Regions from separate parts of the Zea mays genome. Here all the other regions are linked to region 2. Evidence: chromatin contacts called from public Hi-C data. All regions are on one chromosome and are shown on one strand. The core of a region is the stretch at or near the end of the contact, and the rest is flanking DNA. Distances in the headings are between cores, read along the strand shown. Region 1 has its middle 46 kb from the start of LOC100194139. Region 2 holds the start of LOC732740 (Serine/threonine-protein phosphatase 2A 65 kDa regulatory subunit A). Region 3 has its middle 110 kb from the start of LOC100381373. Region 4 holds the start of LOC103629424. Region 5 holds the start of LOC100277170.

The links. Hi-C and Micro-C count contacts between places; a contact is called where the count stands out from the background.
Region 1: a Hi-C map of tassel shows a contact between it and region 2, with 3 times the contacts expected there. The contact joins the enhancer-like site here to the promoter of LOC732740 in region 2. A contact is called at or near these places in 4 of 25 Hi-C or Micro-C datasets (bundle sheath, endosperm, leaf and 1 more).
Region 3: a Hi-C map of endosperm shows a contact between it and region 2, with 2.6 times the contacts expected there. The contact joins the enhancer-like site here to the promoter of LOC732740 in region 2. A contact is called at or near these places in 4 of 25 Hi-C or Micro-C datasets (bundle sheath, endosperm and leaf).
Region 4: a Hi-C map of endosperm shows a contact between it and region 2, with 2.9 times the contacts expected there. The contact joins the promoter of LOC103629424 here to the promoter of LOC732740 in region 2. A contact is called at or near these places in 3 of 25 Hi-C or Micro-C datasets (ear, endosperm and tassel).
Region 5: a contact with region 2 is called in a Hi-C map of endosperm, with 2.9 times the contacts expected there. The contact joins the promoter of LOC100277170 here to the promoter of LOC732740 in region 2. A contact is called at or near these places in 5 of 25 Hi-C or Micro-C datasets (bundle sheath, ear, endosperm and 2 more).

What each region holds. Positions count from the first base shown.
Region 1 is chr6:74,269,568-74,275,139 of Zm-B73-REFERENCE-NAM-5.0, forward strand. No RefSeq gene overlaps it. Among protein-coding and RNA genes, the nearest start is that of LOC100194139, 46 kb to the right of the region's middle. Within about 2 kb of position 2,959, at least 19 of the 20 cell types and tissues checked have an H3K27ac peak or open chromatin away from gene starts, as enhancers often do. A contact at or near this core is called in bundle sheath, endosperm, leaf and 1 more, where this site is marked.
Region 2 is chr6:73,879,712-73,884,908 of Zm-B73-REFERENCE-NAM-5.0, forward strand. It overlaps LOC732740 (Serine/threonine-protein phosphatase 2A 65 kDa regulatory subunit A), which reads left to right and starts at 2,883. Exons shown (of 13, transcript NM_001112369.1): 1 at 2,883-3,024; 2 at 4,181-4,591. The coding sequence starts at 4,199.
Region 3 is chr6:74,163,075-74,168,918 of Zm-B73-REFERENCE-NAM-5.0, forward strand. No RefSeq gene overlaps it. Among protein-coding and RNA genes, the nearest start is that of LOC100381373, 110 kb to the left of the region's middle. Within about 2 kb of position 1,352, at least 20 of the 20 cell types and tissues checked have an H3K27ac peak or open chromatin away from gene starts, as enhancers often do. A contact at or near this core is called in bundle sheath, endosperm and leaf, where this site is marked.
Region 4 is chr6:73,469,506-73,475,414 of Zm-B73-REFERENCE-NAM-5.0, forward strand. LOC103629424 reads left to right here and starts at 2,141. Exons shown (of 16, transcript XM_020539255.3): 1 at 2,141-3,280; 2 at 3,438-3,526; 3 at 3,621-3,886; 4 at 3,972-4,175; 5 at 4,262-4,354; 6 at 4,453-4,548; 7 at 4,638-4,973; 8 at 5,060-5,152; 9 at 5,226-5,297; 10 at 5,519-5,605; 11 at 5,686-5,742; 12 at 5,822-5,881. The coding sequence starts at 3,767.
Region 5 is chr6:73,603,677-73,608,989 of Zm-B73-REFERENCE-NAM-5.0, forward strand. LOC100277170 reads right to left here and starts at 1,955. Exons shown (of 1, transcript NM_001150816.2): 1 at 1,292-1,955. The coding sequence starts at 1,849. The coding sequence ends at 1,553.

The DNA of each region.
Region 1 (5,572 bases), core at 1,709-4,208, 390 kb after region 2:
TAGCCATTGATCTCGGATCTGTTGGCCGAGATCAGATCGTGGGATCCTTTAATCTCGAGCATTGATATTAGATCCGACCGTTGTGATAGAATATCGGTTCAGGTGAGATAAGTCTCTGATCCTTGCTGTCGGATTTGGATCCCACAGCTAGCAATTCATCGTACCCCTTCGCCATGTCCATCTTTATAAAAAGGCCCTCGGGTTTCTTTCAAATCAAGCCGCCATCCAACCAGTTAGCAATCCACCGTACCTCGGAAGTGTCTAAGGGCCTTGCCAACCCTGACTAGATGTAATACCCAAATCATAGTAAAGAAAGGGTTGGAATATCTCGTGTTTATGGAAATTTCTTTATACTATGTGATACATGCATGAAAACACATATACAAGATAAATTGGAATAATGCCTTAATAAAATATATAAGATAAGGAAAACACCTCTTCATGCTGGTATTTTGATTTGTGCATTTAATCTGAGTGTGAAATTCACAACCGAATTTGAATTCAAATTTGAAATCTAAAAATAAAAAAGAAAAATAAAAAGGAAAAGAAAAAGAAAAGACGCCGCATGGGCCGAATCCAGCCTGGCCGGCGCACTCTCCTCTCAGCGTGGCCCATGTGATCGAGTCGGCGCCGACACCCTGGGCCCACTGGTCGGTCTCCCATTGACGGCCCTACGGCGAAGCCAACTACACCTCATGTTCCTCTAATTAATCAGCTAAGGGCGTCCATTCCACCCTCATGGTTGCACTGTTATCCCGGGTTGTCATTCCCCGAACAGGTCCTTACGGAGAGGCACTCAAGAAAATGGCCTGAGTCTCCTAAAGTATCACAAGATCATCATCGGGATAACATCGTCGTGTCATAAATATTCTCATCGTATTCATTGATTAAGTTGAAGCAATAGCATAATGCTAACCATGATAACCCAAAAGGTAAACAAGGATAAGGTAAATAGAAACCTAGTCAATCCTTAGGTTTCAAAAGTAGTGTGGGACAATAAATTATAAGTAGATATGACATAATGGGTCAGAGGACACTTGCCTTCACCAAACAGATGCTCAGGGTCTTCAACCTTGTGGAACTCGAAGAGCCTGATCACTTGGTCGCCAACGCTTGATCGTCGATCCCTCGAAGCTCGAAAACGGACCGCAATCTTATCGCAACGCGAAGCGAAGACAAACAGGCACAGGCAAATAAACATATATATGCATAAGAACATTACACCATGCTAAAGAGATAATAATAAAAACATGCAATACGTAATAGAGCTCGCTACTACGGTTACGCGAAGATCAAAAAAGCGACGGTTAAAGCTACGGTCGAGAAGTTATAACGTTTACGCTACGCTAGTAATAGTCAGGACATTTAATTCGACATTATTAAATATAAATTATAACTGCTATTTAGTTTTGATTAAATCTGCTACACTAACAATTGGCAAATAAATAAGTAATATAATTAGCACGAGAGATTCTAAGCGAGGCGAGTTTACGATGCACGAAACAGCACAATAGTGTGCAGACGACGCGTGGACACGTGCGACATAGCACGCGAACGACGCACGAGACAGTGCGCGTGACCGGCGTGGATGACACGCGAATCAGCACGCGACCACGAGCACATCACGCGCGAACAGCGTGCAAACAGTGTAACGACGCGTTATAGTCGGTAATAGATACCGCGATGATACTAAACAAGTATTAAATGAAAAGCGTTTAAGTTGGTATTAATCAAGTAAACATTTATTTATAAAAGCACAAGTTAAAAACTATAAACTAGTTTTAATTAGAAGGTCATTTTTAATAAGTATAGAATGAACAACTAATTAAATATTTAAACTTGTGACGTGAAAAAATAACGTTACTAATATGAAATCGACGTTGTAACGAAGTTGCCACGACTGAAACGAGTAGAAATGGGTTTATGACGCATTGTATATTGAATAACTAACAATTCGTGGCTAATAAACGACGCGACATACGAATACTACTAAATTATATTGTTTTTATATTTAGTCGACAAAAACACGTTAACAGGTATCTACAAACGCATAATTAAAATTATAAATTAGATTTGATTGAATTGTTATTTTAATAATCGGGAACTAAACAATTAATCGATTATTTAACATGAACAATACGGCGAAATGATTTTATCAAAGCATGCAAATAGCGAATTACGCGAACAACGACGCGAGTGAACAGTATGTGAATTAGCACGCGCGACGCGCGGACGAACATGCAAATAAACGACGACTACGCACACGACATGCTTGGAACAGCACGCGAACGACGCGTGTCAATGTGCGCAGCACGTAAAAACGTGCGCGCGACACACACGAATGACTAACTAATGTCGCGTTTATACTAAGCAAGAATGGATTAACATGTATTTATGAAAGGGTGGTTTAAAATGATAAGTTAGTTTAAACTAAATTGTTATTTTGATAAACAATGAACGAACTAACAATTAACTAAATAAATAAAACATAGGTATTGACAAAATAATATTTTTTTAATGTGTGCACGATATTATTACGAAGCTAACGCAACCATCACAGTATAAAATGGATTTATAACGCAAACGTTAACACATATTTAATACCCAAATCATAGTAAAGAAAGGGTTAGAATATATGGTGTTTATGGAAATTTCTTTATACTATGTGATACATGCATGAAAACACATATACAAGATAAATTGGGATAATGCCTTAATAAAAATATATAAGATAAGCAAAACACCTCTTCATGCTGGTATTTTGATTTGTGCATTTAATCTGAGTGTGAAATTCACAACCAAATTTGAAATCAAATTTGAAATCTAAAAATAAACAGAAAAGAAAAAGAAAAGACGTCGCATGGGCCGAATCTAGCCTGGTCGGCCCACTCTCCTCTTAGTGTGGCCCATGTGATCGAGTCGGTGACGACACCCTAGGCCCACTGGTCGGTCTCCCTACGGCCGCGATGCTGGCGCCGCGCTCGCTGATCTGGTGGCATGCTGGCAACCGGGCCTGCACGTCGGCCACTCATGTGCGCGCTCCGATTCTACCACTGGCGCGTGGGGCCCGTATGTCGGATGGGTCATCCCTTCCACGGAACAGGTCTCAACCGAACACGACATTGGCGAGAGCTCTGCGGGAATTTGTTCGGGGGGTGCTGGGGGAATTAAAGTTCGACGCTATGGCGACCATAAAGCTGGGCACCGAGTCTTCACCTCTTTTCCTCTCTCGCCGTATGTTATCCACCGCTGCCGAAACCATGGAGGAAGAGACTGCTCGCACCGCCGCCGGTGATCTTCATCTGTGCCGACGTCTCGGCCTCGGCGCATGGCCGAAAGCGTGTGCCAGGATCTAGGGAAGCCATCTGTGTCCTCAAGACGAGTCTAGCATCTTCAGGACACGAGAAATTCCTCGTCGGTCGACGAGGAAGGCGCCACGCTGTGCGTCATCGTGGACTGCTTCACCTTCATCGGTGTTTTGGGTGAGAATCTCCCCTCTAGTTTCACTTTTGTCCCCGCATCGCGTAGGCTCAATCGATTGCGGATTTAGGGCTCGCGGTCGCTGATTCGTAGTTCGCCGGCGGAAACTCCATCGTGGGACTCATTTCCGCCGCCCTGCTCCGGCCTAGGTGAGGGGAGCTTGCTCGGGTCGTTGGATCCGCACTGAACGGTCTAGATTAGAGTGTAGATAATGTTTGGATGTGTTGGATCTTAGCCGCCCATCTGGATAGGACGACTGTTATGGCCCTGTTTGTTTCGGCTTCTGGCAGCTTCTGGCCACCAAAATCTGTTGCAAATTGCCAAACGCTCAGCTTTTCAGCCAGCTTCTACAAAATTCGTTGGGGGCAAAAACCATTCAAAATCAACACAAACACATAATCGGTTGAGTCGTTGTAATAGTAGGAATCCGTCACTTTCTAAATCATGAGCCCTATGAACAACTTTATCTTCCTCCATACGTAATCGTAATAATACTCAGATTTTCCCCACAGCCAGATTCTCCCCACAGCCGGATTTTCAGAAAAGCTGGTCAGAAAAAAGTTGAACCAAACAGGCCCATTATATCATGGTGTAGGAGAACCTCTAGTTGAGGATTTTGATCTGACAGCAAAGATTCCGTACCGGTTCGGCTTGTATTTCTGACTGTTGATCTCGATCGAACGGATTAAATAGGTCTAAGGTAGATATAATCTCCACCGTTGATTTTTAATCCAGTGTCGGGTAGCGCGTACTGGCTGACTTGGTTATGGGATTCAATCGCAACCGTTGGGGTCTGATCGGGCGGACACGATTAGAAGATACCCCTTCGCCGAACTCTTTGCATATGAGTCACTGCGTTTGTGGGAATACAACCCACCATCCAACCAAGTTATAAAATAATTACAATGGAGCTCTGGACTTTGCAGAACCAACCTTATGTTATCCGGAAATAGTGTCCACTGTCCATCAGGTTAGTCTATTGGTAATAATTAATTCAAAAATGATTTCTTATATAAAAATAATTCTAAAACCTTGTTTAATACATAAGAAATTCATTTTAACTCCTTTTCGATGCATTCCAATTGCATTAATTTTGTATTAATATTGTTTATCACCTGGTAACTTTGTTTTATCATCAAACATAGATTAAATTTATCCACTTAATTTATTTTATACTAAACACTTGAAACTTTGGAAAAATCATAACTCTTTAGCCATAACTCCGAATTTAGTGATTCTCGAACCTACGATCTCGTTACAATGCATAGAATATTATTATGCAGTATGTTCTCATGTTTGGTGTGATGTTAATTTCACTTGTACCATGTTTGTTTGTATTGTTGCGAGTAGACGAGCACGCAAGTGAGGACCCAGGTGCTCAGCAGATGGAAACTACTGAGCAGAAGCTTGTTGAAGGCAAGTTGTGCCCTTGATCACTTCTATTTACCCAATAATGTTTCTGTTAATCATTTTGATCTGCATAGGTTAATTTTGATGGGACCCAATAGGTCACCCCAGTTTGGCTATCTTTATACCTTGTTTACCACTGAAATTTTGGGTAGTATCTACTATTACTTTATGTGGTTCTAGGTGTTAAGATACACATTATTCATGATCATGCTTTTATTATAAATGTGTTATTTATTGTTCATGATAAGATCATTATGTTAATTTGTAAGTGCAATCAACCCCAAGTGAGGGTTTTGGTGATTTAATGACAAAACAAATAAGAGTACTAACAGTTTTTGTTCTCAGTGTTTGATTAGAAGGAAACAGGAACTTAAGGAAGCACCAAGGATTTCATGCAACGGACGTATAAAATTTATGTAAAATCTTGTGTTGCATGATGTAATTCTTCCTTGTTCTTTTCCGCACAGGTACAGGTGCTTGCAATAGCTCAAGTCCTCTAATTCAAAAGCTATTTTTGAAAACCAAAAATCACTTTAACTTTATTTGGCTGACCATGGTTTGGGTTGAGAAACCTAGAGTGTTCTTGCTGAAAAACAGCTGAACTTCTTCAACTGCAGCTGAGCTTTCCAGCTGAACTTAACTTCAGCTGTGATGAGCTTCTTCAGCTGCAGCTGAGCTTTTC
Region 2 (5,197 bases), core at 1,633-4,132:
ACACCTTCTCCAATTCTGTATAATTTTTTTTGATAAACTTAAAACTTCGGAGACGAAGTACACTGGAGCCTGCTTTTTGATTTGGCCATCTAGCTTCTCCTGTACAAGAGCCACACTAACTGCAGAGTGCAAAGCTGCCACATATAAGAGTAATGGAGCCCCTAGCGAAGGTGGAGTTAGTGTCGTTAGATCGATCAAGTATTGCTTCAACTCTTCGAAAGCTTTTTGCTGAGCTGGACCCCATTGAAAAACTTTGGCTGACTTCAGTATTTCAAAGAATGGCAGATTTCTTTCTGCTGATCTGGATATGAATTTGTTTAATGATGCTAGTCTTCCTGCCAGTCATTGGGCCCCCTTCTTTGTGCTTGGCGGCTCCATCCGAAGGATAGCTTCAATCTTGCTCGTGTTGGCCTCAATTCCCTTCGTTGATACCAAACAACCAAGGAATTTGCCCTTCTTCACCCCAAAAACACACTTTTCTGGATTTAACTTAAGGTCAGCTTGCCTGAAATTGGCAAATGTCTCTTGCAAATCAGCAATGTGATTTTCTTGCTTCGTGCTTTTTACTATGATATCATCAACATAGGTCAGTACATTACTGCCTATTTGAGAATGAAGGACCTTGGTTGTCATTCTGCTAAAACTTCCTCCAGCATTCTTGAGCTCCTCAGGCATCCGAAGGTAGCAATAGGTGCCACTGGGAGTTATGAAGCTAGTCTTCGGCTCATCTTCCTTCTTCATCCAAATTTGGTGATAGCCTGAGTAGCAATCCAGTAGACTCATGAGCTCTAAAGAAGCTGCTGCATCTACTAGAGAGTCTATTCTTGGCAATGGGAACTCGTCCTTTGGGCATGCCTTGTTGAGGTCTGTGAAATCAATACACATTCTCCATTTACCATTGGCCTTCTTCACCATAACAGTGTTGGCTACCCATTCTGGGTATTTCACCTCTTTGATGACACCGGCACTAAGAAGTCTCTTTACTTCGTTCCGAGTACCTTCAGTTTTGTCTTCAGACATCTTCCGAAGCCTTTGTTTTCTTAGCCTGAAGGATGGATCCACATTGAGTGAATGCTCAATAACATCTCTGTTGACACCACAGAGATCATTGGCTGACCAAGCAAAGACATCTTTGTTGTTGAATAAAAATCTTAGCAAAGTCTTCTCTTGCTCATCAGATAACTGAGACCCCAACAAGTACCCTTTGTTCTGCTATATCTTGACATAGAAACATAGGCTTCGGCTGATCTGCCGAAGTAGCCTTCTCTCTTTTGTATTTGTACTGCTGACAGGCTTCATCTGCATCTATGTTATGGATTGCTTTTGAATCTGTCCAATTTTCTTCGGCCCTTCTGGCAGCTTCTTGACTCCCATGAACAGTAATGAGTCTTTGTTTCGAAGGTATCTTCATGCATAAATATGCTGGATGAAGTATTGCTTCGTAGGCATTGAGTGTCCCTCGACCAATGATTGCATTGTAGGGGTATTCCATATCAACAATGTCAAAGATAACTTGTTCAGTCCTTGTGTTGTGGACATAGCCGAAGGTAACTGACATTGTGATTTTACCAAGTGCGACAATCTGCCTTCCTCCGAAGCCACAAAGAGGGTGTGTAGCATCATGAATCTTGTCTTCTGGCTCTTGCATCTGTCTGAAGGCCTTAGCAAATATGATATCCATTGCAGGCCCGTGTCAACCAGAACATTATGGACCAGAAATCTCTTGATGACATAAGATATGACCATAGCATCATTGTGAGGGTAATCTTTGAGCTGAAGGTCCTCCTGGGAGAAGGTGATTGGGATGTGAGACCATTTGGACTTGATGAAGGGTCCCTGCACCTCAACATGCTGCACCGTTCTCTGCGCTTCCTTCTTCTGCTTCTTGTTAGCCGGCTCTGAACTTGAACCGCCTATTATCGGGAGCACCAGCTTCGTAGCCGAAGGTGCTACGACTTGGTTGTTGAACGAAGCCATCAGCTCAAAAGTGGAAGTGAGTTCACCGGAGGTGGGGCGCCAATGTTGGGGGACTTGTTCTCAAATTCTATGAGTTAAGAATAAGGCAACACAAAAGAGGTTAATAGTTAATGCCCTTCGTCCTTCGAAGCATTATTTCCCTTAGGGTATAACGATCTTCGGACGAAGGTTATGAAGGACATACCTTCATCATCACAGTATATGTTAATGAAAGAAGAAGCATATAAAATATGAGAAATAATATAAATAATCATATGCCATCATTAATATATCTTTATTATATCATCATGGATGAATAAGAACAATATTGAATTACATTTGTACCTTCGACTTAACAGAAGACAAAAGTACAAGCGTGACGTACGAGCGAATACAAGCCAGCGTGAACAGTATGGGAGTACTGTTCACCTATTTATAGGCACGAGACGCAGCCCGATCAAAATTAAATTTATGTCCTCGACAACTAGTTACAATCATGACACAAATTATCGTGGACCGATTGGTCTTTTCCTCTTTAAGTCGGTGCAGCTCTTCGTCTCAAGGTATGTCGCTATGTCGAAGCTCCCTGGATGGTAGCTTCAGCATGCACCTTCGCGTTGTATTTGCTTATGTGCTGATATTTCGAAGGTGTTTATTTTTAAAGAAGCTTCGGCGACGAAGCAGACCCCAATAACGATAGCCCAATACAATTCTATTTAAAACCAATCGAACTATGCTTACTTAGATCCACGAACGGACAGTGCCCGCTCGATTAAATTGGTACGATCCATAACGAGTCGGGCCGTGTCGGTACGGACGGCCCATTAGCCACGTAGAGTCGACCCGCCGCCCCGTTGTAGCCCCGGTCCCACCTCGCACGCCCTCAGGCCTCGACATCCACTGCCTTCCGTTCGTCTCAATCCCCCGTCGCATTCCGCAACACCTGCTCCTCGCCCCCTTCTCTCAGAGGCGACGCCTCGGGCGCTCCTACCCTGCCCCGTCTCCGGTCCCCCCGCGCCGTCGGCGAGGCAGCCGGCCGTCACAGAAGCCCGATCCGGACCCCGCGAGGTCAGTTGAGATCCCTCTTCTTCCTGCTCCTCCTCCCGCCGCTAGATCTGCTCACCTCACCACACCGATTGGCCACTTCCGATCGCCGCGCCGGTCCTCGACACCGCCGCCGCTGCCGTCGTCGTTCTGGAGTTCGGGCCTCCTTCGCTCGCGCGTCTACGCGTGGCTCCCATGCCAGATCTGTTTTTTTTCTGGTCGATTGCCTAGTTTTGGAATGGTTGCCCTGTTTTGAGTTCTCTTCTCACGGAACGGTTTGGATGCTGTGTGGTGTTGGTGGCTAGGTACGTTGGTAACTAGTTATCTGGATCAATCATTGCTCGTGCTGTGTTGTAGATGAGTAGATCGCGTCTGCGTCTGTTGTCCATATCGTTGTGTGCGTGGGCCCCTCGTCTCGTCATATCGAGATTCGCTCGTTTATTCAGGTGCTGCGAGCATGCAATTTTGTAGTTGATATGTCGCTACATAAATCAGATTTTAGAAACAACATCCAGGTAAAAATTTTATCCCGGGAATTTTCTCCACGCCTCCTGAGTGAGAAGAAGAGGCAGCCAAAGAAGGCCGAAGGCTATAAATAAACACTCTTGGTGTCTGGGCACCAAATGACTAGATTTATTCATGCCAAATTTTACTTTCGTGGAGCATTTGTCTCCACTCGATTCAATTCCTCAGAATGTTTAGATGCCTAGTGATGATGTTTCTTTCCTGAAATCACATTTACAGGCAATATAAATAGGAGCCTTTGTGTGGAATCTTTTCCGGGATCAATCAATTATAATCGTTTGAACTGAAGCCCATGCCATTTTTATTTGGGTAGTTGAGACTCACAGTAGCATTCAACATGCCAGCATGAATTAGTTAATTTTATTTGGATCACATATTCACATGTATCACAGAGTCAGTAGTATTCTTGTGTTCTTCAAGCAAGTCAACCCAGAGAGCTTTTAGTCATAAATTTGCAGTGGTTTGGTTCATCTATTCTTTGGTTATGCGCCATCAGAGATCTGTTTTTGTATATTCTATCCAAATGTTCCTTTCTAATTTGCTTCTATATGTTTATGCAACCAAAAGTTTTGTTAAACTTATTCTATTTTATTTTCTTAGGATTTTTTATATAGTTACAAAGCTCTTAATATTGTTTCCTCATTTATCAATTCAGAAATCCTTGTTATACCTGATGGCTATGATTGATGAGCCTCTTTATCCAATTGCTGTACTGATTGACGAGCTCAAGAATGAAGACATCCAGTTGCGTCTAAACTCCATTAGAAGACTTTCAACAATTGCACGGGCTCTTGGAGAAGAAAGAACCAGGAAGGAGCTGATTCCTTTTCTTAGTGAAAACAACGATGATGAAGACGAGGTGCTTCTTGCAATGGCTGAGGAATTGGGTGTGTTCATTCCGTATGTTGGTGGTGTAGAACATGCTCATGTTTTGCTCCCACCTTTGGAGACATTGTGTACAGTGGAGGAAACTTGTGTCCGTGATAAAGCAGTTGAATCTCTGTGCCGTATTGGTGCACAAATGAAGGAAACTGACATTGTCGACTGGTTCATTCCAGTAGTAAAGGTAAGAGGTTCATTTATAGAAAGTATTTGGTGTAATGTTATTGTAAATAAATATTCCGCCATTGTTACTGCATTTAGTATTTGTTGATGTGCTTTTGTTGGCTCAAACAATAAAAACTGTATTTCATGTCATATGCACTATTTATCTAATTTTCCTTTACCTTACTTGGCTAGTTCACTGCTTAGATGTGGCAATTATTTTCTCCACTTCCCATGCTTTAGTAATTTAATGTGTTGTACTGATAGGCCTCTTCATTTTGTTAGATGTAGTTGGCAGTCAGCTACGCTACATGGGTCAGATCGGCCGTGTTAGCGTGGTGTGTGTGAATCACCACTGTAATGGGCCCATCCCAGCCCATGTACTTATCTATTTATAATACAGCCCCCTACACAATTAGGGTTAATGTTTCCAATCTAACAGGCAATATGAGAGGCTAATTGGGTTTATGATTAGAGATACGATTGCCACCTTTCTTAGGCATCAGGTAAGCCTCTATATAAGAATATGAGATGTATGAATCAAAGGCAATCAAGAATTATCTTAGAGACCCTCGTCTACTCTTGGGCCTTGAGATTGGGCATCACCATCCTTGGCGTGCTAAATATC
Region 3 (5,844 bases), core at 102-2,601, 280 kb after region 2:
TTTCCTTTTAACGTATAAAGGAAATAAATAGCGATGTTCAAACTTTGGTAGTTCAAAACTTGAAGTCAAAACTTTGAACTCGGATTGGAAGAAAAAAACATAGAAAGATTCTCAATTATTAAATTAGTAAGACTATTCATTATAGTTCCTAGGAACCATCTCTTAGTAGGAAATTAATCTAAAATTCTTGTACAAGTAAAACTATTTTGAATTAATGTTTAAAGAATATTCACGAATTTAAGATGATATAATAAGAGATTGTATTCTTAGGATAGTGCCTTTTTGTGTATATGAGTTTCATATTAAGAAAACATTTGTTTAATAGATAAAACAAGAAAATAAATAAACTATGCATCATGCTGAACTTTTGATGCGCATATAAGTGTGAATTGAACACTGAGTTGAAATCAAATTAGAAAATTGAAATTTGAAACCAGAAGCAAACTTGAGTTGGGAATTGGCAAATTAAATTGAAAAGCAAAAATAGAAAATACAAAGGAAATAAAAGAAAAATGGGAAAAACCTTTACCTCAGCCTGGTTCGGCGCCCATCCGGCCCATTCACCTCCCCTCTATCCCACCAGCCCAATTTCCCAACGCATTCGGCTCGCTATCCTTTTCAATTCTCCACCATGCACACGTCCCTGGCTACATATCGCTAACGTGTGGGCCACTCGGGTCAGTGACCCACGTGCCGCACTCTGGTTCCTACGCATCGCGCAGGCCTCTGCCGGTGGGATCCCGATGTCAGCCATCCCAGTCCGAGCTTAAGTAGAAAGCGGATGCTGTTGCGAATCGATCGTGGTGGTTGGGATTTGGTGGACCTCGATCCGCTTCTTCGTGCCTATAATGTCGGCGGAGGTGCCCGTCGACCTCGGGGTCCTGGAATCCTTCGAGACGGTGGGTAGTAGAGAAGTATCGAGCATTCGCGGGGAAAAGGGTGAAAGGGCAGGCAATCCGTGGTCGCCCCGTCAATCGAGCTAAGAAAAAGGGATCAGGGGCGTCGAGTGGTGGTGTGGGACATGTTCGGGGGCAGCGGTGTGGGAGATCAAGGCGGGCTCGGGGCGAATTGCTCACTGGAGCAGGGTGGCCGCGGCAGATCGCGTTTCCCCGTGGGTTGGTGCCGGCATCACGTAACCACCGGTAAGTCATCCCCTGTTGTGTTCGCATGGATCTCCTCAATCTTCTGCACCTAACGACGTTGGGATAGGTGCGTCTGGGCCGGGGAGTACTGCTCGCCGGCGTTGGCACTGCTGTTGACAGTCGCGCGCCGCCACGCGGTATCGACCGGTGTGTGGGAAGGGAGCCTACGGCGCGCGTGCCGTCGGCTCCATGATGAAGGGTCTGGATTAGAAGATGGAATACCGCTTCGTAGGGTGGGTTGTGACCGTTGATCCGATCGCGTATGGTCACGACCACAGTGGAGGTATTTTGGCGCAATAAATCGTGGCCCCAGATCAACAATCCAAGGGCTCAGACTTGATGTGTGTAGATGACTCGTGGGCTGATGATCTGGGAACCAATGGCCATGACTCCTTACCGGTTCGGTGAGCCAAGATCTAATCCCAGCCGTTAAATTGGCATCCAATGGATGGCACTCGAGGATACCCCATCGGTGTTGTCTTTTTTTAAAGGGGAAATTTGGATCATACCATTAAAAGATCACCACTTTGGATCCATACCATTACTATCTCACTTACATGTGGATCCACATAAGTCAATGACATGTGGGGTCCATGGTATATATCTAAAGTTTGGATCTTTTAATGGTATAGATCCAATTGTTCCTTTTTTAAAAGAACCCCTTGAGAATCTTTAAATAAACCCGCTGTACTCTGTTCTGTTGAAAGTATTTACATCGGGGTCCCTGAGTTTCACACTTTAGTCCCTGGAAACTGTTTTAGGTATAAAAATAATACTTATATGTTCGGAAACTTTTAAATTTTATAAATCCCACGTTTTAACTCTGATTTGAACCATTCAAGTTGCGTTAAGTTTATAAAAATATTTTCTACGCTGCAACCACATTAATTGTACCATAAAACATAATTTTATAAATAGATAATTGTTTAGCCTATGATTAGTAGTTTAATCCTTTTTAACCAAAGTTAAACTGGTCCATTATGGTAGTTTGACTAAAATATGATTTCTAATCAAGTTATAATCCAGATCAAAGTAGAGTTAATTATTTATATTATATTCTCTCATATGATGTATACAAATCAATTTATAATATAGTTCAATATTTAAATTACATAGATCTTCGATAAATCATAACTCCTTAATCGTAACTCCGATTTTAGTTGTTCTCAAACACACGATCTCGTAGCGACGCGTAGAATATTATTATGCAGTTTGTGCTTATGTTTGGTGGGATGTTAAATTTGTATATACCATGTTTGTCTGTATTGCTACGAATGGCAGTGAGGTCACGAGAATCTGAAGATCATCCTGGTACCTGGAATCTTGAGTCTCAGGCAAGTTGTGCCCTTGATAACTCCTTTTTACCTAATAATGTTCACTGTTAATCACTGTGACATGCTCAGATTAATTTGATAAGACCTAATAGGTTTTAAGACCTAATAGGTTTCCCTACCATTGTTTATCCCCCACCTTGCAAACATATGAATTATTTGGTAGATTTGCTATTGCTCTACCTGGTTTTGGGAAACTAATGTTTATTATGATCATGTTCCAATTATGTTGTTGTTTAATTATTGTTCATGATAAGATCATATTGTTAATTGGAACATGGAGAACCACCCAGGAAAACAGTGCTACCACAAGGGTGGAATGGGATGCCCTTCGCCAAGTAATTAGTAAAGCTAGGGAGAGATTACCTTACCCGGGTAGGGGGCAAGCGGGGAGGCGTCGCTGCAGAGTATAGGGAGGTCCTTGGGTCGAACTGTCTGTAATGCTTTTCGGATGAGGGATTCCTATGCTTCCTTCTTCCTGAACCCGTATCGGGTTTTCTCGAACTAGTGGAACTTTGGAAAGGCCTCGTAGTGCTACCCTTCCTCGCTTCCTTGGTAGAGGTGTATGGGGTCCGTACAACCCCGTGGCAGATGGGTAACACGACTTGTGGGTAAAGATGTGCAACCTCTGCAGAGTGTAAAACTGGTATATCAGTCGTGCTCACGGTCATGAGCGGCTCGGCACTCACATGATTAACTTACGGAATTAAACTCAATTTGTCATTTGCATTGCATTGTGGGTGTTGTTATTGTAACACCCTGAATTTGGGGGTATAAAATTTCTTTCCTAATATCCACCAAATTCAGTCTTTCATTGCTTTTCTTTTCTTTTACCTAAATAGTGGAGAGCTATTATATATACATGTGTTAATTTTGAATAAAAACATAGGTGTGTTACATTCCTTGCGGAAGACCAATTTTTGTTTGCTTGAAATAGCCTTGGTAGAGTATCTGTTCAAGAAAAAAAAGAAAATATAAAATTTGGATGATCGAATATAAATAAATATATTCATATATATATATATACCTATATATATAAAAGAAATAAAAAAACAAACAAACACACGTACGCATGTATATCACGTTCAAGTCATCCCATTTCCTAGGCATGTCACTCCCGCTCCTTCTTTCGCTTTGTCTCACTTCCAAGCAGACCCCACATGGCTTCAATGCCTCCCATCTATAGCCTGGAGTCCAGACGCTCGTGTAGTCATGTGTGTTGAACAACGTAGTTGTCGCAGATCCTCGATCCGGACTCCGAACCCTCCCAACAGCAGTAGGGACGTGAGAAGTTGTAGAAGCCCGCTCCCTTCCTAGCAACCCAACACACAGAGGAACAAGAGACACAGGGGTATGGTAGATATATATAAGCTGTGAACCCCCTGAGGGCAATTTCGGTATTAGCCCATTAAAACTCTTTTAGGGTTTCTCAACACTCCCCCTTGGGCGAATATGAAAGGGAAATAGGGTCAAACCTTTTCCTAAATGATTTTGGTGGTTGAATTGCCCAACACAAATAATCGAACTAACTAGTTTGCTCTAGATTATAAGTTCTATAGGTGCCAAAGGTTCAACACAAACCAATAAAAAGTCCAAGAAAGGGTTCAAATAAAAAGGAGCAAAAGAAACCGAAGGCAGCCCTGGTCTAGCGCACCGGACTGTCCGGTGTGCCACCGGACAGTGTCCGGTGCACCAGGGTGAATCCACTCGAACTGCTCAGCTTCGGGTTTCTGAAAGTGCCACTCCGCTATAATTCACCAGACTGTCCGGTGTAGCACCGGACTGTCCGGTGTGCTAAGTGGAGCAACGGCTAACAGCGCCAACGGTCGTCTGCAAAAGTGTACATTAACAGTGAACAGTGTGGACTGCGCGCGCAGAGTCAGAGCAGGCGCCAGAAGGCGCATCAGATAGTGAACAGTGACTGTCCGGTGGCCCCACTTGTCAGAGCTCCAACGGTCGAACCCTAACGGTTGGGTGATGTGGCTGGCGCACCGGACAGTGTCTCGTGGCGCACCGGTCTGTCCGGTGCGCCCGTCGACAGACAGTCTTCCCAACGGCCACTTTGGTGGTTGGGGCTATAAATACCCCCAACCTTCACACTTCAAGGCATCCAAGTTTTTAGCCAACACATTCAATATAAGAGCTAGTGCATTCAATACAAGACACAAATAGATTGAATCAAAATCTCTCTAAGTCCCAATTCAACTCAAAGCAATTAGTGACTAGAAGATAGAGTCTTGCCGTGTTCTTTTGAGCTCTTGCGCTTGGATCGCTTTTCTTCTTCCCCATTTCTTGTTCTCAACATCTTTGTAATCAAAGAAAGAGACACCAATTGTGTGGTGGTCCTTGTGGGGACTAAGTGTCCCAAATTGATTGAGGAGAAAAGCTCACTCGGTCTAAGTGACCATTTGAGAGAGGGAAAGGGTTGAAAGAGACCCGGTCTTTGTGACCACCTCAACGGGGAGTAGGTTTGCAAGAACCGAACCTCGGTAAAACAAATCACCGTGTCACACTCTTTATTTGCTTGTGATTTGTTTTTGCCCTCTCTTTCGGACTTCACTTTATTTCTAACGCTAACCCCGGCTTGTAGTTGTGCTTAAAGTTTATAAATTTCAGATTTGCCTATTCACCCCCCTCTAGGCGACTTTCAATTGGTATCAGAGCCGGTACTTCATTAGAGCCTAACCGCTCGAAGTGATGTCGGGAGATCACGCCAAGAAGAAGATGGTGACCGGCGAGAAGCCCGCCACAAGCCATGAGAAAGCTCCATCGGGGGAGTCTAGCAACAAGATGAAGGGATCCCCTTCACACAACAAGTCGCATCGGAGTGGCGAGAAGAAAAAGAAAATGAAGAAGGTGGTCTACTACGAGACCGATTCTTCATCACCTTCTACATCCGACTCCAACACACCGTCCATTACATCTAAATGCCATGAGCGCAAAAAGTTTAGTAAGATCTCCCTACGCTATCCTCGCATTTCTAAACACACTCCTTTACTTTCCGTTCCATTAGGCAAACCACCGGTTTTTGAAGGTGAAGATTATTCTATGTGGAGTGCTAGAATGAAAGGTCATCTAACCTCACTCCACAAAAGCATATGAGATGTTGTTGAGTATGGAGCGCATGTACTGCAGGTGGGGGATAAGGACTATGACTCGGATGAGGCCGACCAAATACAACACTTTAACTCCCAAGCAACAACTATACCCCTCACCTCTTTAAGTCGAGAGGAGTATAACAAAGTGCATGGGTTAGAGACCGCCAAAGATATTTGGGACGTGCTCAAGACCGCGCACGAAGGAGACGAGGTGACCAAGATCACCAAAATGGAAATGATCGAGGGGGAGCTCGGTCGGTTCATGCTCAACCA
Region 4 (5,909 bases), core at 891-3,390, 410 kb before region 2:
AACACAAGTTACTCGGTCAAGCAAGTAGTTCTGGGAACACTAGTTTCTAGGAAATTGTTCAACAAGCACGGTTCTAGGAACATAATCTGGGAACAATAAAACAGTTTATTACACCCAAATGTGCCATGATTTATAATGCCAAAAGTCTCTGTTACTATCTAACACATTTTCAGTTTCAGTGAACAAACTGTCTCATAGCTAACCAAATTCAATTTTCAGTTTCAGTGTAATTGCACAAATTGTCTTAGTGTAACTGCATAGTCTAACACATTTTCAGTTTCAGTGAACAAACTAATTTTTCAGTTTCATTGAACAAACTGACAAACTGTTTTTCAGTTTCATTGAACTGCACAAACCAAATTCAATTTCAGTGAACTGCACAAACCAAATTCAGCCAAATTCAATTTTTAGTTTCAGTGTAACAGCACAAATTGTCTTAGTGTAACTGCATTGTCTAACACATTTTCAGTTTAATGCAAACTAAATTTTCAGTTTCAGTGAACAAACTGACAAACTGTTTTTTTAGTTTCATTGAACTGCACAAACCAAATTTCAATTTCAATGAACTGCACAAACCAAACTCAGTTTCAGTGAACTGCACAAAGTGCAGAAGGTTTAGTGTAATGTCTACTGTAATATGCCGTGTAATGTGTGCTGTAATGTGGGCTGAAGGTAACTGAAGGTGCAGTGCTGGACTGGAATGATGTGTTTACTGAGTACTTCATTTGCTAAACTACTCAAACAATCTTCACATAGTGCAATGGTGTGTCTTTCCTTATTGTTTCATTGTGTGCTAGGTTCAATTCCTGACATTGCGTCTACAACCACCTTTTTTGCTTTTTTTGTCCAAATCAGAGAACATTTGACCCAAATTTGTATAATCATCTAAATTTTTTATCTAACATTTGACCCCTATTTTTGACCAAATTTGATATGTATTTATTTTGGCTTGAAAAGGCATTTGAAGCATAGAAATTAGTAAATGGTCCAAAATAGGGACATGAATTAAGTTTATAACAGTTAGATGAACACTTGGTGCACTTTCGAGGCAAAAACATAAACAAAAGTTACAAATATAGCTCAAACTGTGAAGTTGTAGATCAATGGTATGAAACGTAGTGGAGATGTGTCCATTTTTGAAGCACCTATATTCATACTTCAGTATAATCATCTAAACTTTTTATCTCAACCAACTAGGACCATGTTATGACTCCATAGCAAGTTTCACTATTTTTGAGCACATTTGGCATTTATTTATTTATTTCGGCTTGAAAAGGCATTTGAAGCATATAAATTAGTAAATGGTACAAAATAGGGACTTCTTTACATGAATTAAGTTTAGAACAGTTAGATGAACACTTGGTGCACTTTTGAGGCAAAAACATAAACAAAAGTTACAAATATAGCTCAAGATGTGAAGTTGTAGTTCAATGGTATGAAACGTAGTGAGATGTGTCCATTTTTGAAGCACCTATATTCATACTTCTTTATAATCATCTAAACTTTTTATCTCAACCAACCAGGACCATGTTATGACTCCATGCCAAGTTTCACTATTGTTTGAGCACATTTGGTATTTATTTATTTCGGCTTAAAAAGGCATTTGAAGCATAGAAATTAGTAAATGGTCCAAGATAGGGACATCTTTACATGAATTAAGTTTATAACAGTTAGATGAACATTTGGTGCACCTTTTTGGCAAAAACATAAACAAAAGTTACAAATATAGCTCAAACTGTGAAGTTGTAGATCAATGGTATGAAACGTAGTGGAGATTTGTCCATTTTTGAAGCACTTGTATTCATACTTCTGTATAATAATCTAAACTTTTTATCTCAACCAACCGGGACCATGTTATGACTCCATGCTAAGTTTCACTATTGTTTACGCACAATTGGTATTTATTTATTTATTTATTTCGACTTGAAAAGGCATTTGAAGCATAGAAATTAGTAAATGGTCCAAAATAGAGACAAACAAAAGTTAGAAATATAGCTCAAATTGTGAAATTTGGCATTTGATCTGAAATTCGGTAATTCCATATTTGTTTTTTCCCTAATTTTTCAAGTTTTCCCACCAATTTCGTTGTGGAGCCACCGTACAGACCCTACAAACCCATCTGGCTGTACATAGCGTCAATGTGATCCCTAACCCTCACCCTCTTTCCTCACGCAACTTATCCACTACTCACGCTACTACCCCTTCCCTAGGCCACGTCCAACAGCCTCCCCCAATCCGTCCTTTGGCTTCGCTGGCGACGACGGAGGCTGGTGATGGCAGGAATTGGTGAGCGCTCCAATTCGGGGATTGGTGGAGGCTGGTGCGCGCTAAGGCAGGAATTGGCGGCGGCCGGTGTGCGCCAGTTCGAGGAATCGGCTGCAGCTCACAGAGGACGCACGGCGTGTGTTTCCTTGCCGTCGGTTGTAAGGCTGCACCAAATCTGGGCCATTTTTTCACTTCTCTGAGTACTGCTGCATTTCATAGCAGTTTCCTTATACTTTAGTTCAAGTAACCTTGTACTAGTTCTTATTGTTTCTGTAGTTAGCAGATGTATAGTTCCTCTGATTTTTGTAACTAGATATTCATAGCAGTTTCCATATACATTATTTTACAGAATTTCAAAGTGAACATCCTCTATTTCTATAGTTTCATGTTTCATGGATACGATGGTCAGATATCAAAGGTGTCCAATATATTTTGCAAATCTAAAATGTCAACTACCTTTTATAGACATTTATCAAGAATAGCAGAGCATCCTGTTAGGTGTTTTTCAGAAACTGCAATGCAGACACATTGTCCATAGTTGTGGGATACTTGGAGCTAGTGGTACTAATGTCAACTTTTACATGACTTATTTTTATACGATGTCTAAATACTTGCAGACACATTGTACTTTGTTTGAAGTTTTAGAGATGTTAGTAAAACAATTTTTCCTCATTGAGATGGGCTCTGTTTCAGACTCCAAGTGTTTTATTAAATCAAGTCTGTTGATAAATTCTTTTCTATGTTGGCCAATGTATGGATTAATGCTATGTTTTACTGAACTCCATTTACATTTCTAGACCAGCTAATTACACATGATAAGTTTTTATTTTGGTATGCCAGCAGACATGGCAAGGGGTATGAGAAAGTGCATCATTCAAAGCCAAGAAGAGTATTTGGTAGAGGAGCCTATTGGGGAAACAAGTCATCGGCCACGAGATGCAGCATATGACCACCATCCTTCTACTAGAGAACGCCAAAAAAGAAAGCGACAATGATAATGAGTTCAATGACCTAGGTATGTACCAAGATATAAAATTAATTGGGAATTGAAACATAAAACTGTGACTTCAATTTTTCAGCTAATAAATAGTGAATACTATGTCCTACTTTTCAAATTTTATTATATGTTTAGGGACAACAACTGAAATCTCTCCATTATTATATGTTTTCAGATCATCATAAAAAAATACAACATCTTTTGAGACTACTTCTGAAGTGTACCCTTCTCCTGATGATGCGGATATAGAGGATTATGTTGAAGGTTCTTACCAGCATATTAACTACACTTCATAAATTGTAATTTATTTTAAAATTTCAACCATTCTTTTAATTGTTTCTAACATAAAACTGCATAGGTCAAACTAATGAAGCAATAAGTCGTGGTCCGAACAAACTTAAACATGTTTGGAACCTTCAAAAAGGAAAACGAATTGTAGTTAACTGTAACGAGCTCGACCAACCTATTGGAGAGGAGGCAGGAGTCTTAGGAAAATTCCTTGACATGGTTGCTAGGAATGGCTGCTTATGTAGCTTAAGCTTCAAAGATTGGAGATTACTGATAGGAAAGAAGGACAGGAACAATGAACAAAAAAACAAGCAAGATGTACTAAAGCAAGTAAAGGTGTGTATATTAAAATTTGTCATCCTCTGAACTTTGAAGCAAAAATATAACTGAACTTTCATATGGCCATTTCATTTTTGTGTAGATGAGATTCTTATACCCTGCCCGCATGGAAAAGTGGATACTTCGAACTATTGGTGAGAGATGGAGACAACACAAGTCCAATCTAAAATCCTTACATTTTGATGCGCATAGGAGCAAGGAAAATAATCTAAAAAATGTTCCAAAAGGCGTCTTAGATGATCAATGGGTCACTCTTGTGAATAATTGGTTTACAACAAAATCACAGGTACATGGACAGTTTAAAAACCCATTATTCCTGTAATGAAAGACCTATGCTACTTAGTTTATATTCATGTTTTGTTGCTATGATAGGATATCAGTGAGGCAAATAGGATAAACTGCGCAAAAAGGAAGGCGACCCATACATCAGGAACAAAGAGTTTTGCTCGGAACAGGGAAGATATGGTATTTCTACAAACATAGTTGCCAATGCAATGCTTATTCCATTTCTCGAACATGCAGTATTGTCCTTACATTTATTAAGGATCATTTATTTGGTACAGAGGGAACAAGATCCAGAAAAGAAATACCCCCATAGGGCTGTATTGTATATCAATACACACAAGAGTAACATCACAAAGAACACAAACCCACATGTGGTACAATAAACTTTGTAAATGTGCTATATTTTACTGATTTGAAATACTTCTTCCATAACGCTTAATGAGTGCACTTATGCTTTTACAAGGTTGCATTGAAGGAACTATTAGTGCAACAACCAAGTTTAGCTGACACTAGTCATGGAAAGGTTGCATGGAAAGGAAATGCGCTTAGCCAAATTTTAGGAGAAGAGAAGCCTGGCCATATCCATGGTCTTGGCCTTGTTCCGAATCTAGATCAAGTGTTTGGTGGATCAACTTCAAGGCATCTAAAACATCTTAATTTAACCTCTTTGGATGCAACATCAAGTGAAGATGTAGTATCTCTTCGACTTCAAGTGGAAAAACTTATAGATCGTGTCCAGAAGCAAGATGATACTATACTAAATTTGCAAAATACCTTGGAACTGCAAAAAAGTCACCATGTAAATTCAAATCTGTTTTATTCCTAGCTCTTTCAAGAAAGGTTTTACTCAACAACTTCTATCCTAATACTTTTGTGTTGTTACAGGAATGTCTAGATGAACCTTTGTCGGCATCAAAAGATGTTCAGCCGACTACGAATCAAAAAGTTAATCTTCTTGATGAACTGAATAGCACAATGGTATGAATGCTTTACCTACAATTCCATCCCAGTTTTAAATTTTCAAGGTACCATTTAACCAATAACTATAAAGGCGGATGAAATCGAACATGATGGGTACGAGGAGCTACAGGCCCAGTGCAAAAAATCTAAAATTCAAGAAAAGGTTAGTATGTTGTACTCAACATAATTTTAATCTACATTGTGTACACCCAGAACAAGTCATCAAATGCCCAAGATGCAAAATTACTCAAAGACAAAAGAGTTTCTATTGCACAAAAGGTCAATTGTATCCCTACTTTCGATACATTGATAATTACTATCTTATCAAACCATATTTTTGTTTAATATTTAATTCCATTACTCATTACTTGTGTTTAAGTGCAGAGCAAGCCACCAATGCCACGAGGAGGACTCCAAGGTGGTAGAGTTTCTTCATCGTTAAATGTAAAAAATAGCAGTAATGCAGCCAAGGTGATGATCGATGTGGTCCATTTATTCTATTAAATGTTTATATTTGAAAATTGTCATACTCAATGTATTCTACACCATAGGTGATGAACCAGGACATTGCTCGAAATTCCTCTAATCATGAACCATACAAGAACAAGGTAGTAAAAAAGTTTATTCGACATAATTTTAGTTATTTTCTAGTGTGGTTTCTGTAGAAATTGCATTCGTCATTTGCAGGGATCTCTAGAAAATTATTTGCCAAGTACTAAAGACGATCAATCTACATCAGAACGAAAAGTATGCATATCAATCCTAAATTTCAGTA
Region 5 (5,313 bases), core at 705-3,204, 280 kb before region 2:
TGCGTCTTGGCCGATTACCTCTCGGCCCATCTCTAGTGTCATCCCGCACGGCCCACTCGGATCCTCTCCTCTTTCCTGAGTCGCTTACTTGTGGGGCCCACTAGTTAGCCTCGCACCAAGCTCGCCAGTGGGGCTTCCGTTTCACTGGCATGAGGGTCCCAACCTTTCTTCCACCTTGCGCCGTTGAGACCGCGGCGATAAGTCCGCCTGGGAACGTGGTCGCGTGACCCCCACGCCGCCCGGATCGCTTCGGTTAGCGGAGTCCCTGCTGTGGCCTCACGATATCTATAGAAGCCGTGCACCTTTTCCCCCTCCTCTGTCTTGGCCAAAGGAACTGGGAGCCATTGAGAGAGAGAGGACGCACATAGAGAAAAATCGAGGTAGGAGAGACACCGTCGCCGTTGAATCAAACCGTTGCTGCACGATTATCCTCGCAGTGCGGGCTAGGAGGGTAGCTTTAGGGTGCTGTTTGGGTGGGGAACCTCGGCTTGGCGCAAGGATCAGCAGGACCCCCTGGCGTAAGGATGCTGCTATCAAGTGTGTCATGCTCCTTCCTAAGCCTAGGATCCTCTGGTGTTCCGTTTAGGGTGTCGAGTGACGTGAACGACCCACCCCCAGCCATGGCGCCGCCGTGGCTGGCGCGAGCGCCGCCGCCATGTTGGCCGAAGGTGGGTGAAGTAGCACTGGTCGTTGATCCGGGATTGTGTGGTCGTGATCTGATCGGATGGGAGTGGTCCAAAGATTGATTTGGGACCATTGGATCTAGATCGAAGGAACTAGATCAATTCGGGCTTCATAAAATTAGGGTGGTAGATCGTGGATCTGATGGCCCTAGTGGCATACTGGTTTGTCGAGAGATCGAACAGCCTGGGCCGTCCATTTATGATCCGAGGGCTAATATCACATAACGGTTCGGTTCTAATCTAGGCTGTGTGTTTCTGATCGGACGACTTGAACCTGTTAAGAAACCAGTTTGGGCTCCGAAGGCCCCACGTGGCCAATCTAGCCGAAACCCTAACTCTGCACTATATATAGAGGAGGACACCACCATTTGTTGTAACCAGTGAGCTGAATACATGAATGAGAATATCAGTTCCTCCTATATCTTTGTGTCTCTTGTGTTTGTGATTCTACTTCTAGTTAAGAAGCCTTTGAACTACACTTAGTAGTAAAGGGTTTTTAACACGTTATCAGCACGAGTGCCCTTGTAACTTTCAAGAAGGTACGAATCCAAATCACACGGCGCATGCAGGAATATGGCCACATGCTCATCTGATCATGCTAAAGGTGTGTAACAGACATGATTTTTTTTACATTTATTTGTTTCAACACGCAAGGCAGCCACCGCTGCTCGTGTGAAGCTGGTGTGCGGCTGCACGCGGGCACAGCGGCCGCCGCACCGCCATGCAGGCGAGTGCGCTGGCCACGCCGCCGCAAGCAGGCGCGGGCTTCGCCGTAACTGCTTCAGGCAAGAAGTAAGAGCACTCCGGCACGCAAGCACAACTCTGCTGACGCCGCTCCGGCACGCCGGCATACAGCCGTCTTAGCCCCGCTACCCCGCTACGAGGGCATCGCGCCGCCTCTGTTTTGAAGGCGCGCTGACGCACAGACGTGGCCCCGCCCGCCGCAAAACAAGCACAGACTGTCGCCGAGCGCGCGGGTGCGCAGGCCACCGTCGCCGCCGACGCAGGCGAGCACGCAGGCAGCTGCTGCCGCAAGAAGGCGCGGGCTCAGGCCCCGATGCTGCCTCAAAGACGAGTGTGCAGGCCGCGATGCCGCAGCCACGGGCGTGGGCCCCACAGCTGCCGCCGCCAACCCACAGGCGAGCGTGTAGGCGCGCGGATTGCATCCTTCCGTCGTTCCATCGAGCCAGAGAAGAAAGAAGAGGAGGAAAAATGGGTAGAGAAAGATTTGACGGCGGCCAGCAAGAGCAGCCAGCAACAGGAAACCCTAACAAGGTTCCTCACTTCCCCTTGCGTGCGCATTTAGGGCTATATGGGCTAGGCCCTGCAAAAAAAACAACAAAGAGAGGAAAAGAAAAGAAAAAGGAGCGGGCAGCAAAGAGCGCGCGCATGACTAATTGGATGAAATGGGACTGGAAGGCCTAACGGTTTTTTTTAACTTTTATCAGAAAATTATAAAGTCCGCTAAAAAAAGGAAATGATTAGTAGTATCTCTTGAACTATAGGAAAGCTCAAGAATAATCATGAAAATGCTGGAAATGATGAAAACTATTTTCATGCAATAATCGGGACCAGAATTATTCTCTATTTATGTACTTTTATATTACACTATTTATTTAGTAGGTTATATCTTTGCTGTTAAGCATTTGAATTATGAATTTTCATTACTTTTGTTCAATTGTTATGTTTATCCCTAGAGTGCAATAGAAAGTTACATGAAGTAATTTTCCTCATTTTATCTATGTATATTTATTTATATAGCAATACTAAAAAACCTAGAATATTTAGAAATTTACAAGAAGTAAATCCTAAAGCATATTATGGAATAGCATATATTGTATGATGTGTATATTACCGGAAAGCACATTACATACTGTGGAAAGTCCTACATGATGAACTCAATTCGAAAGTACATGGAGCATTTTTAGAATATATGGATAGTTACATCCAAAATATCTGAAATAACAAGAAGTGTTTTCGAAAAATATGAAAATTGCAAATATACACATGTAAGCGTTGATGATGGCATAAACGAATTATGGAATTGAAGGTAATTTTATGGTATTATTACTTTTATGCAATACATTATGAAATTGCTAGTGCTATTAATTTTTCATAGCTATTGAATTTCATGAGAAGCATACCATATACGACTTATATAGGATGGCAAGTGTTTTGTACATATTTCAAACTACGAAAATACGAGCAATTTTAAGTATTTTCTCCACATGACATATGAATGCGCCATCGTTGCTGACTGGTAGTCGCCGACAAGAAGTCGATCGAGGTGTGGCATGTAATTGTTGCTGATTTAAAATCGCCGACTTCTACGTCGATCAATTAATATGCACAAGTCTCATGAAGTAGACATATGATCAGTAATTCTCTTGATCTAGTTGAAAATATTTAACAAGAAGTCTAATACTAGCATATAAACAACAGTAACCATCCATATGAACCATAGAAGGTCATCTTGTTGTTTCTAATATGCACAACCGCTTACCTCATGCATATCCAAATTCAGTCTTATGAATCGCCAAATGAAAGCACACTAACTTGGTTCATACCAAAGTAAGTTTATGGTCAAACATGCAAGTAGTAAGTCATTGACACTAAGAATGCTCTGTCATGAAGAAATACCCCCTTGCCCCTAATCGTATAAAAAACCACATGAAGTGGATTGGAGAAGAAAATACCCCAAACAATAATATTGAAATTAATGTCAATATTTATTTTGAATGATCTCTTATAAATGATCAACATCTCTTGCATCATTTTAGAATTGTGATTGTAAATATTGTATGAATTAGAAAGCCACGAAGAGTAGACCCGCTTTGGCAAATAATTTCCAACTCTTGAAGAGAAGGTCACATTTTTCTCATCATTATATATGAATTTTTACTTAGTATTTATTTGAAATACATTCGATGTTTGTTTCCACTTTGTATGGAATCTTGCATTTACTCGACTATTATGAAGCACGAAAGTAACATAGAAGCGTATGAATCATCTCTTAAATTCTATGAAAGTATACGACTGATATAAAATGTCGAAAGAGATATCGACACAAAAAAGAATTTTTAAGAAGAGTGCATCCAAGCGGGCCACGAAGGTTGCCCTCTATAATGTCATTCCTCGAAGTATTTATTTTACATTATATGCATAGAATGAAAAAATGTTACATTATATCAGCACTTGAAGAAGCATGATCATACGAAACATCGTACATGTAGTACCCTCTCAAGTTTAAAAGAGATCCATAAGAATTCGTTTCATGACGAAACAATTAACATAGTAGCACATTCCCATATGAATTATTAGGGAATATGGATGTTTTTCCAAAATAATAAAGGTTGGTTGAAAAAAAATATTTATGAAATTTTCCCTTTGAACCTCGCTATGCACACTTGAATTGTCAAAGAGCCTAGAAGCTCAGATAATCATGGTCCCTTGCATCATAGAAATCTCAATTATATTCGCAAATAATGAGAAACAATCAACTTGCATGACCATAACAAATTAGCATCCCCTGAATCAAGAAGATTCATGTGTGTACTCTGAGCCATTAGGGAAACTAATAATACGATGTTCTCTTATGAAAAGTACAAAGAATACCCCTTACCTAGAATGCATCTAGGAGATATCCATGGTGGTGTAAAGCCCTTGTTAGGGATCTTAAGCAATTATATGTGCCATATGCTTCATCAAAGTGGTCAAAATAGAGTGTGCCCCTTAGAAAACCACATACCAATGAAGTTGATAACATTGCTCATAAGAATTATGGATATAATGGGTAATCATCACTATGAAGTCTAGCAATGTGAAGAAAGATGCCAAAAGAAATAAGGATACACTTGGAAAATATGGTCGTACTAGAAGAATTACCCTTTTTTCAAGAAAAGGACATGAAGTCCATAATTTCAAAAGAAAAGAAAAGGGGCATATAGTCATAATGCATATGACTAATGCAAATGATCATAAGTACAACTCCCCAACTTCAAATCTATGGTATATGTACTTACCACAATAATTCCCAAGTATCTATTCCACGGCATTAGGGGGAGGAAAAGAATACTTGAAATAAGAATGCCGGGAAATCACCTGAAAAGCCAAAAAGATCCCCGTGCAAGACTCGCACCAATAAGAAAACTAGAAAATCAAGAAGCCGGGAATTCACATAGAATATTCCCATACAATACCAAGAAGTAAATTGGAATGTCAAGAAGACATTGGAATAAAGTATTGAACTGCCATTTTGTTTTGTGATTTGTAGAGCGTGATCAAGTCGCACTATTGTTTAGTGCACTAGAGAGGACTTAAGTACCATGAATGGTATTCCTCATCCTATTCCGAGGCCTCAAAGAAAAGGATAGGAAATCTAGTTACTCTAATTCCAAGTACCCGGGGACGCCTCGAGAAAAATGGATAAGAGAGCTTATCACAGCCTAGTCACGAAACACCCCAACGAAATAATGGGGAACCAGTTGAGAGCTGGTAACTGGAGAGCAGCCTGCTAGCGAGGTGCCTTCAGGATATGAATATACCGGTAAATGAAAAAGAAGAGAAAGCTGAAACAAATTTGAGCTCATCAGCTATTAATAAAGGAGCTTGCTACCGTATTGAGAAATAT